Linked DNA regions of Mus musculus: region 1 is linked to region 2. The links are chromatin contacts, called in public HiChIP or PLAC-seq maps. All regions are on one chromosome and are shown on one strand. Each heading gives the region's core, a stretch centred on a gene start, on an enhancer-like site or on the middle of the called end of the contact. The rest is flanking DNA. Distances are from core to core; before and after follow the strand shown. Region 1 holds the start of Eif2d (eukaryotic translation initiation factor 2D). Region 2 has its middle 25 kb from the start of Gm41952.

Evidence for each region. HiChIP or PLAC-seq counts read pairs in DNA pulled down with a chosen protein or histone mark.
Region 1: a CTCF HiChIP or PLAC-seq map of CD8 T cells shows a contact between it and region 2, with 6 read pairs. The contact joins the promoter of Eif2d here to the enhancer-like site in region 2. A contact is called at or near these places in 1 of 39 promoter capture datasets (hippocampal neurons), 1 of 15 datasets of contacts at CTCF or cohesin (CD8 T cells), 4 of 484 Hi-C or Micro-C datasets (B cells, the Ba/F3 cell line, Th1 cells and 1 more) and 2 of 115 datasets of contacts at active chromatin or transcription factors (CD8 T cells and bone marrow-derived dendritic cells).

The regions. Positions count from the first base shown.
Region 1 is chr1:131,148,921-131,155,070 of GRCm38.p6, forward strand. It overlaps Eif2d (eukaryotic translation initiation factor 2D), which reads left to right and starts at 4,287. Exons shown (of 15, transcript NM_001136070.1): 1 at 4,287-4,505; 2 at 5,309-5,499. The coding sequence starts at 4,450.
Region 2 is chr1:130,986,111-130,991,798 of GRCm38.p6, forward strand. No RefSeq gene overlaps it. Among named protein-coding and RNA genes, the nearest start is that of Gm41952, 25 kb to the left of the region's middle. Within about 2 kb of position 1,616, at least 35 of the 459 cell types and tissues checked have an H3K27ac peak or open chromatin away from gene starts, as enhancers often do. A contact at or near this core is called in CD8 T cells and Th1 cells, where this site is marked.

The DNA.
Region 1 (6,150 bases), core at 3,037-5,536, 170 kb after region 2:
ACATAGTAACAAAAAGACCCTTCCATCCCTTCCCCGTAGCGACAGTGAGTTTTACAGAAGTGAAGGCAGCAGTTTATACCTCACAGTCCATAATCCTGCGCTCTTCTTTCCTGCACCCCATTGCAAAGGATCTCCCATTGCAAAGCCCTTACGGCATGCCTGGCTCCATCTGAAGTTCCTTTAGCCACACTCTTGTCTGAACACACTAATGACTGGGCTAGCACAGTTTATCCTAAAAACTTCAGGATCTACCACAGGATTCTCAAGCCATAGGTCCCACACGAAATATAAACTACAACATTCTGTGTTTCCAGGGATCTTGGGTTTAGGCAGAAGCACCGAGAAGACTTAGTAAAGGACTAAAGGGCTTGGGAGCCCAAAAGGACATGCATGCCACTCGACAGAGGGCGAGCTCCCTGAGAGAAGACTGGGTTCCTCTTATTTTGTGTTGATTGTCATGTGGGTGTTTTTGATTCACGTGTGGTACATACATGGGTACCATGGTGCGTGTGTAGAGACCGAAGGAAAGCTCTTTAATATGATTTGTCTCCTTCCACCTTTACATGGAATCCAGGGATCAAACTCAAGTTTCTAGGTTTTCATGGCAAGCCTTGTCCTTACCTTAATAAAAGCACAGAGCCTAAGCAGTTGCTTCATCTAATTAAGACAATTGTACTCTCTTTGTTGGAATTCATTAGGGAGAGGAGAGGGAGGCTGTTAGCATTCTGTCTAAACTCCACCCCACTGTTACCTGGCAACAGCCAGGTAGGCCTGACCCACTATAAAAGGGGCTGCTTGCCCCCTCCTCCCTCTCTTGCCTTTGGGCTCTTCCCTCCCCCCACCCTTTCCCCTCCCTCCACATGGCCATGGCCAGCCTCTACTTCTCTATCCCTCTCTGCCTTTCTCTGCTTCTACTACCCTCTTTTTGTTTTGTTTTGTTTTGGTTTGGTTTGGTTTATTTTTGGTTTTTCGAGACAGGGTTTCTCTGCAGCCCTGGCTTCCCTAGAACTCACTTTGTAGACCAGGCTGGCCTCAAACTCAGAAATCCACCTGCCTCTACCTCCCAAGTGCTAGGATTAAAGGCGTGCGCCACCAAGCCCAGCTTTCTACTACCCTCTTAATTCCCTTCCCCATGCCCTGAATAAACTCTATTCTATACTATAAGGTCGTGTGTGTCTGGTCTCTCAGGAAGCCAACGGGATGCCTAGGCATGGGCCCGCTGAGACACACCTTTCCCCCCACACCTCACCACACCCACATTATACCTCTTTTTCTTTCTATAAACACATTGGAGGCTTAAAAAAAAAGGAATCTCTCTTCTAACCTGTGGTTGCTTCAAAATATCCCTTGTTCTTGTAAGTAATCTATGTTACAGCTCTGTTCCTGTCTAGTGTAATTTGTGGAGATTAACCCCCTTCCAGCAAATTTCACTCTTAGTAGTTGTAATGCTGTAATTCCAGCTATGTTGGGAGGCTGAGACAGGAGAATCACAAGTTTAATGCATGCCTGGGCCACAGAATGAGTTCAAGGTCAACCTGGACAAAAAATACATATGTACATATGTATTAGTCAGGGTTCTCTAGAGTCACAGAACTTATGGATAGTCTCTAGATAGTAAAGGAATTTATTGATGACTTACAGTCAACAGTCCAATTCCCAACAATGATTCAGTCGCAGCTGTGAATGGAAGTCCAAGGATCTAGCAGTTACTCAGGCTCACGGAGCAAGCAGGCGAAGGAGCAAGAGCTAGACTCCCTTCTTCCAATGTCCTTATATTGTCTCCAGCAGAAGGTGTAGCCCAGATTAAAGGTGTGTTCCACCACACCTTTAATTCCAGATGAAAGGTGTAGCCCAGATTAAAGGTGTGTTCCTTAAACTCCGAGATTCAATCTTCTGGAATCCATAGCCACTATGGCTCAAGATCTCCATACCAAGATCCACATAAGGATCTCCAAGCCTCCAGATAAGGGTCACTGGTGAGCCTTCCAATTCTGGATTGTAATTCATTCCAATATAGTCAAGTTGACAACCAGAAATAGCCACTACAACATACATACATACAATAAACAGCTGGATATAGCTCAATGGTAAAGTACTCACCTACCATATGAAAGGCTCTAGATAACACACACACACACACACACACCACACACACACACACACACACACACATACACACACACACCACACACACACACACACAGAGTTTTCCTTCACCTTGCTCTGCAATTCTGAAATTTTGGCCAAGAGGAGATGATAATCTGAGAACCCTTTGAGGAACACTGGAGTTGTTAAGGGATGCTGGTTGCTGGCTTGTTTTCAGCCAGCTCTCCAGCATGAGAGTCCTCATAGGCAGAAGGCAACTCATGATGCAGGCAGAAAATGTGGGATGAATTAGTTACTTTGTGTTCCTGCAATAAAACACTGACTAAAATCACCTTTGGGGAGGTGTACTGGCTAGTTTTGTGTCAACTTGACACAGCTGTAGTTATCACAGAGAAAGGAGCCTCCCTTGAGGAAATGCCTCCATGAGATCCAGCTATAAGTTATTTTCTCAATGAGTGATCAAGGTGGGAGGGCCACTTGTGGGTGGTGCCATCCCTGGGCTGGTAGTCTTGGGTTCTATAAGAGAGTCTGCTGAGCAAGCCAGGGGAAGCAAGCCAGTAACATCCCTCCATGGCTTCTGTGTCATTTCCTGCTTCCTGACCTGCTTGACTTCCAGTCCTGACTTCCTTTGATGATAAACAGCAATGTGGAAGTATAAGATGAATAAACCCTTTCCTCCCCAACTTGCTTCTTGGTCATGCTTTTTGTGCAGGAATAGAAACCCTAAGCCAGGAGGTAAGGGCTTATTTGGCTTATACATTCCAGTAAGAGGTCCAACACTGAGGGAGGTTAGGGTAGGAAATGCAGCAGAAACCATAGGGGAACTGCTGCATACTGGCTTGATCAGCTGGCTTTCTAACACAACTTAGGACCACCTGCCCAGGGATGGCACCACCCACAATGGGCTAGACCTTTCTACACCAATCCTTAGTCAAAATGCCCTACAGACTTGCCTACAGCTCAGTCTCCCACGGAGGCATTGTCTCCACTGAGGCTCCCACTCCTCAGATGACTCTAGCTTTTGTCAATTCCACAAAAGAACTAACCAGCATGTATGGATTTATGCTCTTGATTAGGAGAGACTGGGTGTGGCAGTGCCTATGTCTCTGAATCTTGGCTCCTACTTATTGGCCATTAATTTCTAGGAAGGCAATCGACATCTTCGGATCTACAATAGTTTCCCCAGTTTGAAATGTCTAGTATTCCCCTAAAATTTTCTTCAGTTCTCCAGACCACAAACACTCGGTGGTACATATCCTAAATGTGACTTCATAGCAGTCCAAGGAACAGGAGTCTGCAGGTAATGCTTTCCTCTAGGCTCCTCTGCCTTTGGTTTGGGGTGAGGTGCTTCTAATAAAAGTCTGGAGGCTCAGAGGTGTAGAAGTTGAGGCTAGCAACTAGGCCCTAGTATATGACAGGTAGAGATTGCCAGGCACTTTGGACAATCAATGTGAAATTAGTTTAGCAACTAGGATGATGATGATGATGACGACGACTATGATAATGGTTACGGTTAGTGAAAGGGCACTCTGCTCCGAAGAGCTGATATGCAAACGCTAGTTTAATAGAACATAAGCAACCTAGGTTTAAGTTTAATTTAAACCTAAGTTTAAATCCTTGTCCGTAGAGTACACAGTTGTTTCTCTGAGGGAAGCCCCATCTTTGTTATTGAACTTTGTTACTAGTAGCCTGGGCAAAACCGAATCCAGGGTGGAGTGTATTCCTTGTTGCTGCTATTATTACAGCGTGCAAATTAAACGTCAAGGAGGAAAAAAAAAAAAATCCTAGCTGAAGCCTTTAGTTTGTAATACCATATAAAGATATGGATAAATAAAAGCCTTTAAGCATTTAAAAGCATTTTTAAAAAGAGGGCGAACCAGCATTCAATGAAACCTGCAAGTTTAATAATATATGAATTCAAAAAATAAAATATGAACTCAGTTCATTTTGTGGACTTGACGCATGTCGAATAGACTGCAATCAGGCAGTTTCTTCTCAACGCCGTATCTAAAGCGGATGGAGCAGAAAGAATAGAACTAAGACGTTGTTTGCACAACTGGCGTCCCTAACTACAGACCCGCAGGCTCCTAGGTACACCCGGTTCCAAGTGGAAGAGCGGGAGCGGAAGTTCCGGAGTCTGTCCCGCCCCTCCCCACCTGGCGCTGCGTCAGTTCCGGGCCAGCATCAGGGCTAGGGCCGGGTTCCTAGCAGGCTGTTTTTTGGCGCCGAGTCTCAGCATGGCTGCCTCCAGGGTTGAGGGTCCGGGAGCCGCCACTCCTTCGTTTTGTTGACCGCCCCTGGCGTCTGTGCTCTTCTTGTCTTTCCTGAGCTACTCCAGCAGACATGTTCGCTAAGGCCTTTCGGGTCAAGTCCAACACAGCCATCAAGGGCTCGGACAGGTGAGGGAGAGAATACTTTTGCTTAGCCTAGCGAGGCTCCTACACTTGTAGGGCTGCACATAGAGACCCCAGGGAGCCAAGCAGGGGTGTTAGAAACATTTTTGAGGATAAGGTGTGGGGGTGTCTCTTTTTATCTTCCAGCTGGTCTTTTGGACAATAAAGTTGAGTTAGCGTGTACTGGGCTCAAGCTAGGTTTTGTGGGAGATGTAAAATGAGGGAATATAAGTCCTCCATGGAGTTTAGAGTCCATGGGAGAACTCAGATGGTGTACCAAAACTAAAAGTATAGGGGGGGGGGGGGAAACGCCTAAACGATTATTCCTGGCCGGAGAGACTGGTGTCGGAGAGGTCCGTGCCCTGAGGTGGCAGAGCCTAAGAAAGCTGTGGTAAGGAGAGATGTTAACTCTCCTTTTTAAGTCAGTGTCGTAGACACGGATAGCTCCGCAGGGATTTTGGAGCCAGCTTTCTTTAGGTATCATTCTTGGTGCCATAGTAGCCTTTTAATGAGAGGTTGACAGATTGCCAACCAGTCTAAGACAGGAGTGGGGACAGCATGTGAGGTCATCTGTGTTTCCAATGACTTTCTAAAGACTAACTTTGGTTGCTTAGTGAAAATAGGTGTTCCGATGGAATAATATGCCCAGGAGGTCTTGAGAATAATGAATAAGACAGATAATAGGATTTGGAAAAGCTGAGAAGGGGGCATCACGAACCAGGCAGTCTTTCTTCAGTCTTTATGATTTGTATAGTCATTCTGAATGTCTGTATTTATTAATGTGCATCGTGCTGGTGTGCTTTCTGCAGGAGAAAGCTCCGGGCCGATGTGACAGCTGCTTTCCCTGCCCTGGGAACAGATCAGATCTCTGAATTGATACCTGGAAAGGAAGAGCTAAATGTTGTGAAGTTGTATGTTCACAAAGGGGATTCGGTGACTGTGTACACGAGTGGTGGTAACCCCATCCTATTTGAACTGGAGAAAAATTTGTATCCAACAGGTATGGTAACCAGATGAAATGCCCAGACTGCAGCCCTGGTGAAACACGTTATTCTCTGTTGATTTGGTGTGATATTTGTTTTTGTTTTCCCCCATAAACATACCTTTTCAAATGAAATAAACACAGAATTTCCCAATACTATTCCTAAGGATCTTCTGGGACCTAGTGTTTCCAGAATTGACCTTTTCACCGTAAGAGGGATAAGAAACAAACGAAACCCCCGGCCCCCCCCCCAAAAAAAACCCAAAACACATGGAAAAATGGCAGTGCAAAGTTCTGAGAGAAAGGAGCTGGGGGTATTGGGAAGAGTGCTGAAGTGTTGCCAAAGGTGGAATTTTAGAGCATGTAAAGAAAATATGGCGTAAACCATCTGTAAAAGGCTTTTTCTTAACACAGTGGAGAAAATGTACGCTCAGGACTAAGCTGTGTCAGTCACACACTTCCCCTGAGCTGCTTCATAGTGGGTTTTCCTAGTTAGAGTCTCTCTCTCTCTCTTTTTTTAAGACAGGGTTTCTCTGTGTAGTCTTGGCTGTCCTGGAACTCACTCTGTAGACCAGGCTGGCCTCAAACTGAGAAATCCGCCTGCCTCTGCCTCCCAAGTGCTGGGATTAAAGGTGTGCCCCACCACTGCCCGACATGTTTTATTTTTCT
Region 2 (5,688 bases), core at 366-2,865:
TCTGTGTTTGCTAGGCCGCGGCATAGTCTCACAAGAGACAGCTATATGTTTCCCTTTCTAAGAAGGACTGAAGCACCCACACTTTGGTCTTCCTTTTCCTTCAGCTTCATGTGGTCTATGAATTGTATCTTGGGTATTTGGAGCTTTGGGGCTAATATCCACTTATCAATGAGTGCATACTATGCTCTACTTTTTAAGGTTATAGTTCATGTCTTCAATAGAAAAAATTTTTACCTTTCACCTTGTGGCTATGTGAATTATGAGCTTCATTATGTGCCACACACAGCGCTAAGACCAGAACAAATTCCGTCCTGATCTCCACATTCATGTAACACAGGTGAAGACATACTAGGTATGTATGCAAGTCAAAAATAGTGGCAAGCAGCCTGAAGTAAAGTTGCCCCTAAAATAGAGACAAAGCCTCTTTTTAGAACATGGGACCAGTTACCCCCGGAGGAGAAAGGACGAGTCAGCTCCAGCATCATGAGAGAGAAGCAGCCAAAAGGAGAGAATTAAAGAGAGGATGGAGGAAATGACGTGGATAGTAATGATGACAGTAAGACATGGCACACCAACAGAAGGAACTGGTAAGTGACAGTGTCACCAGAGTGGAGCAAACGGAGTCCAGTGAGGATAGCATGCACAGCCACAGTTCTGAGTTTCACATCATGCACCCCAACCCCGCTCATCTCCCTGTCTCTCCATATCTACCCATAAGAATTTTTTTAAAAATAAATGTAATAAAGCAAAGCATAAAAAAAAATCTCTTGTGGTGGAAGCTGTAGTATGTAGTGTGCCCCACAGTGTACCCTTTTGTCCACACGTCTTTCCTTGCAAAAGTTCATTGCACTGAATCATCAGTCTGGTTCAGGATCTTTGGCTTCTGCTACTCTATCAATACTGGGACCTCACTGGGACTCCTCGAGGATATCCTATTGTTGCTCTGTGTCATGAAGATCCTGGAGTTTCGGATCTGCAGGACTGGCACCTTCATGTGCTCCAGCAATTCATAGATGGGGTAGATGTTTGGGTGGGCCAACTCAAAGCCCTGGATCTGGGCCTGGGTGGCAGCTGAGTTGATCAGTGCACCGGCGTCACCAGGGCGAGCTCTCCAGCACTGCCCCAGCTAGCTCACCCAATGCTGCAACCAGCAAGGGGCACAAGGTGCAGGGTCTGCTCTCCTAAGTGTAGCAGCTGGTAAGAGGTGGGGCCTGATTTCCAGAATACTGAAGTCAGGGAGGGGTGGGACCAGCACTGCACAGCCCTTGGACATCAGTGTGGTCAAAGGTAGCAGCCCAGATCAGGGATACCTTCATGGTCTTTAGTGGTAATATGGACCATAGACATCAACACAGATCCCTGTTGCTTCATGGCCACAAACCCAGACATGGACTTCAGTGGCAGCATCAGCTGGGATTTTACCATGACCTCAGGTGGTAAGGCTAGCTACTCAGAGTGGGCTATTCCTCTCTACACTTGAGTCTCCAGTTCCACCTCTCTTCAGAATGTTCAAACTGTTTCAGTTCTCTTTTTCACCCATCTGTCCACCACATACTTGCACACTATAGTGGCAACCACTGAGGGCAGGCTATGCACCTGGCTGGCCTCTGGGTGTCCTCCTCTGCCTGCAGCTGTATAGTGTGGTAGCCAATGGGCCTCTCAATAAGGATCATGAAGGCCATGTTACCATTGTAGGGCTTGGGTCTGATGCTAAGATCCTGTTCCCCAGTTCTTCTTGATTCATCAATAAAGACACCAGCAACCAATGACCGAGGATGAGGTGAGACACTAAGAGTTGCTTGGGAGAATGCAGGGAGGGGGTCGAGGAGAAGCGGGGAGTAGCTGCAGGAGATAAAGCCATCCAGCCATGTGAGTTTTCTGTTGGAATGGCCAGTGGCCACTCTATCTGATTATGTCTGGGGTGGCAGGAGAGGTTTAGCAGTGCTCAGTCATTGACTTAGCAAAGGCATTTTAAAATTAACAGGCGTATGTGTCTGTGTTTTTCATCCATGGATCCAATATCCTCTAGGCAGGGGCTGGTAGCGCAGCTGATCCAGACTTAAGGTGTTGTAGCTAAAGCTACATGCAACATACCATGACCTTGAATTTGCTGTCATCATGGAACTCAAATGTATTCTATATGTTAGGAGAAACCATAAAGTTATTTTAAGCAAGGAAATGGTGTGATGTGGTTTAGCAGGAGATAAGAACACAAAGAATGACCTAGAAAATTAAGAGAGGAAGAGAAAGGGAAGTTAACAGGCTGTAATGATGTTTGGATGAAAGGATATTGACTTGGACTAGGTCACTGAAGGTGAACCCAAGGTCAATGATACAATCGAGCAGAACAGCAAGGTCCTTTCACCCTGTGGAGCTGGTGAAGCTGGGAGAGCATGAATCTGGAGAGACACTGTTTCCCTGTAGTGATCTGCTACCCAAGCACAAAGCCAACCAGCCCAGAGGGGAAGCGAGCAGTAATAGGGGTGATACAGAAAGCAGGCCAACTTAGATATTTCAGAGAGAAAGCCATGGGGCCTAGTGATGGTCTGTACCTGACTTATCTTTATTGTTCATGAGCACAATTTGTTCCAAGTTTTCTCAAGGACAGTCCTGAAACTTGTATTTTCTAAGTATGTATATTATAAGTGACAATTTACCCTTGTGTAGACCTCTAGGTTGTATATCTTCATTGTGCAGCTCAAAGGTGGAGAAGAAATCTGATGTGAGCTTCTTCCCCTCCCCACATAGGAGTTAATACTTTATATGTAAAGCATACACACCAATAAACTCTATATGCTCCTTTTAAATCTTTTCCATTTAAAAGTTGCACCTGAGGGCTAGTGAGATGGCTCAGTGGGTAAGAGCACTGACTGCTCTTCCAGAGGTCCTGAGTTCAAATCCCAGCAGCCACATGGTGGCTCACAACCACCTGTGATGAGGTCTGATGCCCTGTTCTGGTGTGTCTGAAGACAACAACAGTGTACTTATTTATAATAATAAATAAATCTTTGGGCCAAAGCGAGCAGGGACTGAGCAAGCGGGGCTGACAGGAGTGAGCAGAGGTCCTAAAATTTCAATTCCCAACAACCACATGAAGGCTCACAACCATCTGTACAGCTACAGTGTACTCATATACATAAAATAAATTCTGAACAGTATAATAATAATAGAGAAATCAAGTGGAGCACAAGCAAGGAAGCAAGCATGTTATACCTTCATTTTCCTCTGTTCTTGACTATGTGTGTGATGTGACCAAACTACTGCAAACTCCTACTGCTCTTACTTTCCCACAATGGCGGGCCATAACCTAGAGCTAAATAAAACATTTCTTCCCTGCACTGCCTTTTATCGGGATATCTTATAAGACTAACAAAAATGAAACTGAAACAATGAGTGAAGATTAATGCACGGTACAAGCAAGTAAAACAGAAAGGCTCTTTGCCCTTCTGGAGCTGGTTAGTCAGAAGAACATGAACCTGGAGACACTTTTTCCCTGTGGAAATTTCCATGCCCAAGTATGAAGCCAGTCAACAGGGCTGGGGGCACTGGGAGACTGATTTCTGGTTATTTCTTGAACTTCATTGCTGTCTATCAGTTTGTGCTGGACACAATGCTGTTCCTTGGTTAACTCTGTGTGTGTGTGTGTGTGTGTGTGTGTGTGTGTGTGTGTGTGTGTGTGTGTGTGTGTAAAAGAGTCACATTCATTTTTTATATAAATAAAATATCTCTTAAGATTTTTCTTGAATGGAATACATTTTCTACAAAAAGCTCTTGCTGCACATAATTCTGTACATTAATTTTAGGAGCTGAAATTTGTGGGATGTGTTTGATATCTGTCGTTCACATTTGTTCTAGTCTTTCATATTCATTTCTTTATCTTTTGATTTAGTGTTCTAGGAAGTCTATCTTCAGTTTGCTTTTTACTCATTCAGTTGGTTCTCTCCCATGTCCATTTGTGAGTCATGACTACATCTTAAATTTTAATTCAATAACCTCGTATTTTAGCCTAATGCTTTGATCTGCTTGGATCATCTCCTTTGTAATATATATTTTTTCTAGTCACATAAGTAAAAAATTTTTCCAGTGTGTGGTAGCATATGGCACTTTCAGATAAGCAAAATATGAAGTTGTCATTCTTTTTTCTGGTAAGTGATCTTATTAGTCATATTAACATCTCTTAGTTGGCACTGGTTTTTTTTTTAACATTTTATTAGGGGGGTGTTCACACACATGTGTACATACAAAAATGTTATGGCCTGGGTGTGTAGGTCAGAAAACAACTTGAAAGAGTTGGTTGTTTCCTTCTACCATGTTAGAACATGAGATCAAACTCAGGTTTGGTGGCAAGTGTCTTTATTCGCTGAGCCATCTCACCAGCCCTACATGCACACATATAAAGAAGACCTAGCAAGGCTCTGTCACACCCTTTGGCTGTAGGACAAAGAGTAATTAATCTCAAACCAATCAGGAAACTTCCTTCCTGCTAGCTAGCTCTCATAGTGCCAGCAGATGCTGTGCAGGTTGCCAGGGGAGAAAGGTTATCAGTGGTCTTACCCAGCACAGGACCAGCATGCTACACTACTGATCTGCCAGGCAGGTCATACCCACTGCCTGCACTAGTGGCATGACTGTCATAGTGGTAATTAACCACTTTCAGTTTGAATTGAGGATCTGCTTCACAGAAAGGAATTTCATACCTAGTACTGTAAATCTTGGTTAGGAGCCCAAAGAAGGGGAGGCCATTGGGTAGTGCCTGCAATTACTATTTTTGATTAATTATGGTCATGTTGTCAATTTCTTATAAATATTTGTTTATACCCAGGAGGCCTGAATGCTCCCAACATGAGTCAAGGAAACGTGTTTTCAACGGTGGGCAACAATCAATGCATTAATCAAAGTGTTGAGATAAGTCCTAATAGGACACACACAAACACATCCCTATATCTCAATAGGGCTCAGAGAACATCATGGAAGAGGATGTGGGAAAAAAATTAAGAGCCAAAGGATGGAGAGAAGCACTGTGAAATGCTACCTTGCGAACACGATATGGCTATTACACACATGAACTCACAGCAGCTGTGTTATACAAGATCAAACCAAAATTCCACCATAGATGGAGGAGGCCATTCCATTGATCCATCCCTTACTAAGGAGCTATTGGTGATTGATAGCTGCTAGGGAGGAAGAATCACTTTTTAGGGTGTCACTTGTAAATTTCCCGTGCTCCAGTGGATGGCCCCAAACCACATATGGGCAGTACAAATTGGACTTATTGAACTGAAGAAGAGAAAGAAGAAAGAAGGAGGAGGAGGAAGAGGAGGAGGTAGAGAAAGAAGAGTAGGGGGAAAATTAGTGGTGTTGGGGAAGGTTATGGGAGGAGCTGGAGATAGGAAATGAGGGTTATTATAACATCTCATTGTCAACATGTGCAAAATTCTCAAGAATAAAGAAAATTATAGTAAATGCATGAGACCTAGACTAATGTCTGGTACAAGCTGTCATTCAAAAAAATGTGCAGATAAGTGGCCATATAGGAATAAGTTCCTGCCCTTTAATGTGCTTAAAGTCTTCTTGACCAAAAACCAAAACACACCACACACACTTAAACACACACATACACACACACACACACACACACACACACACACACACACACACTAATGCTATTAACTGAGAGCAATGGTAAAT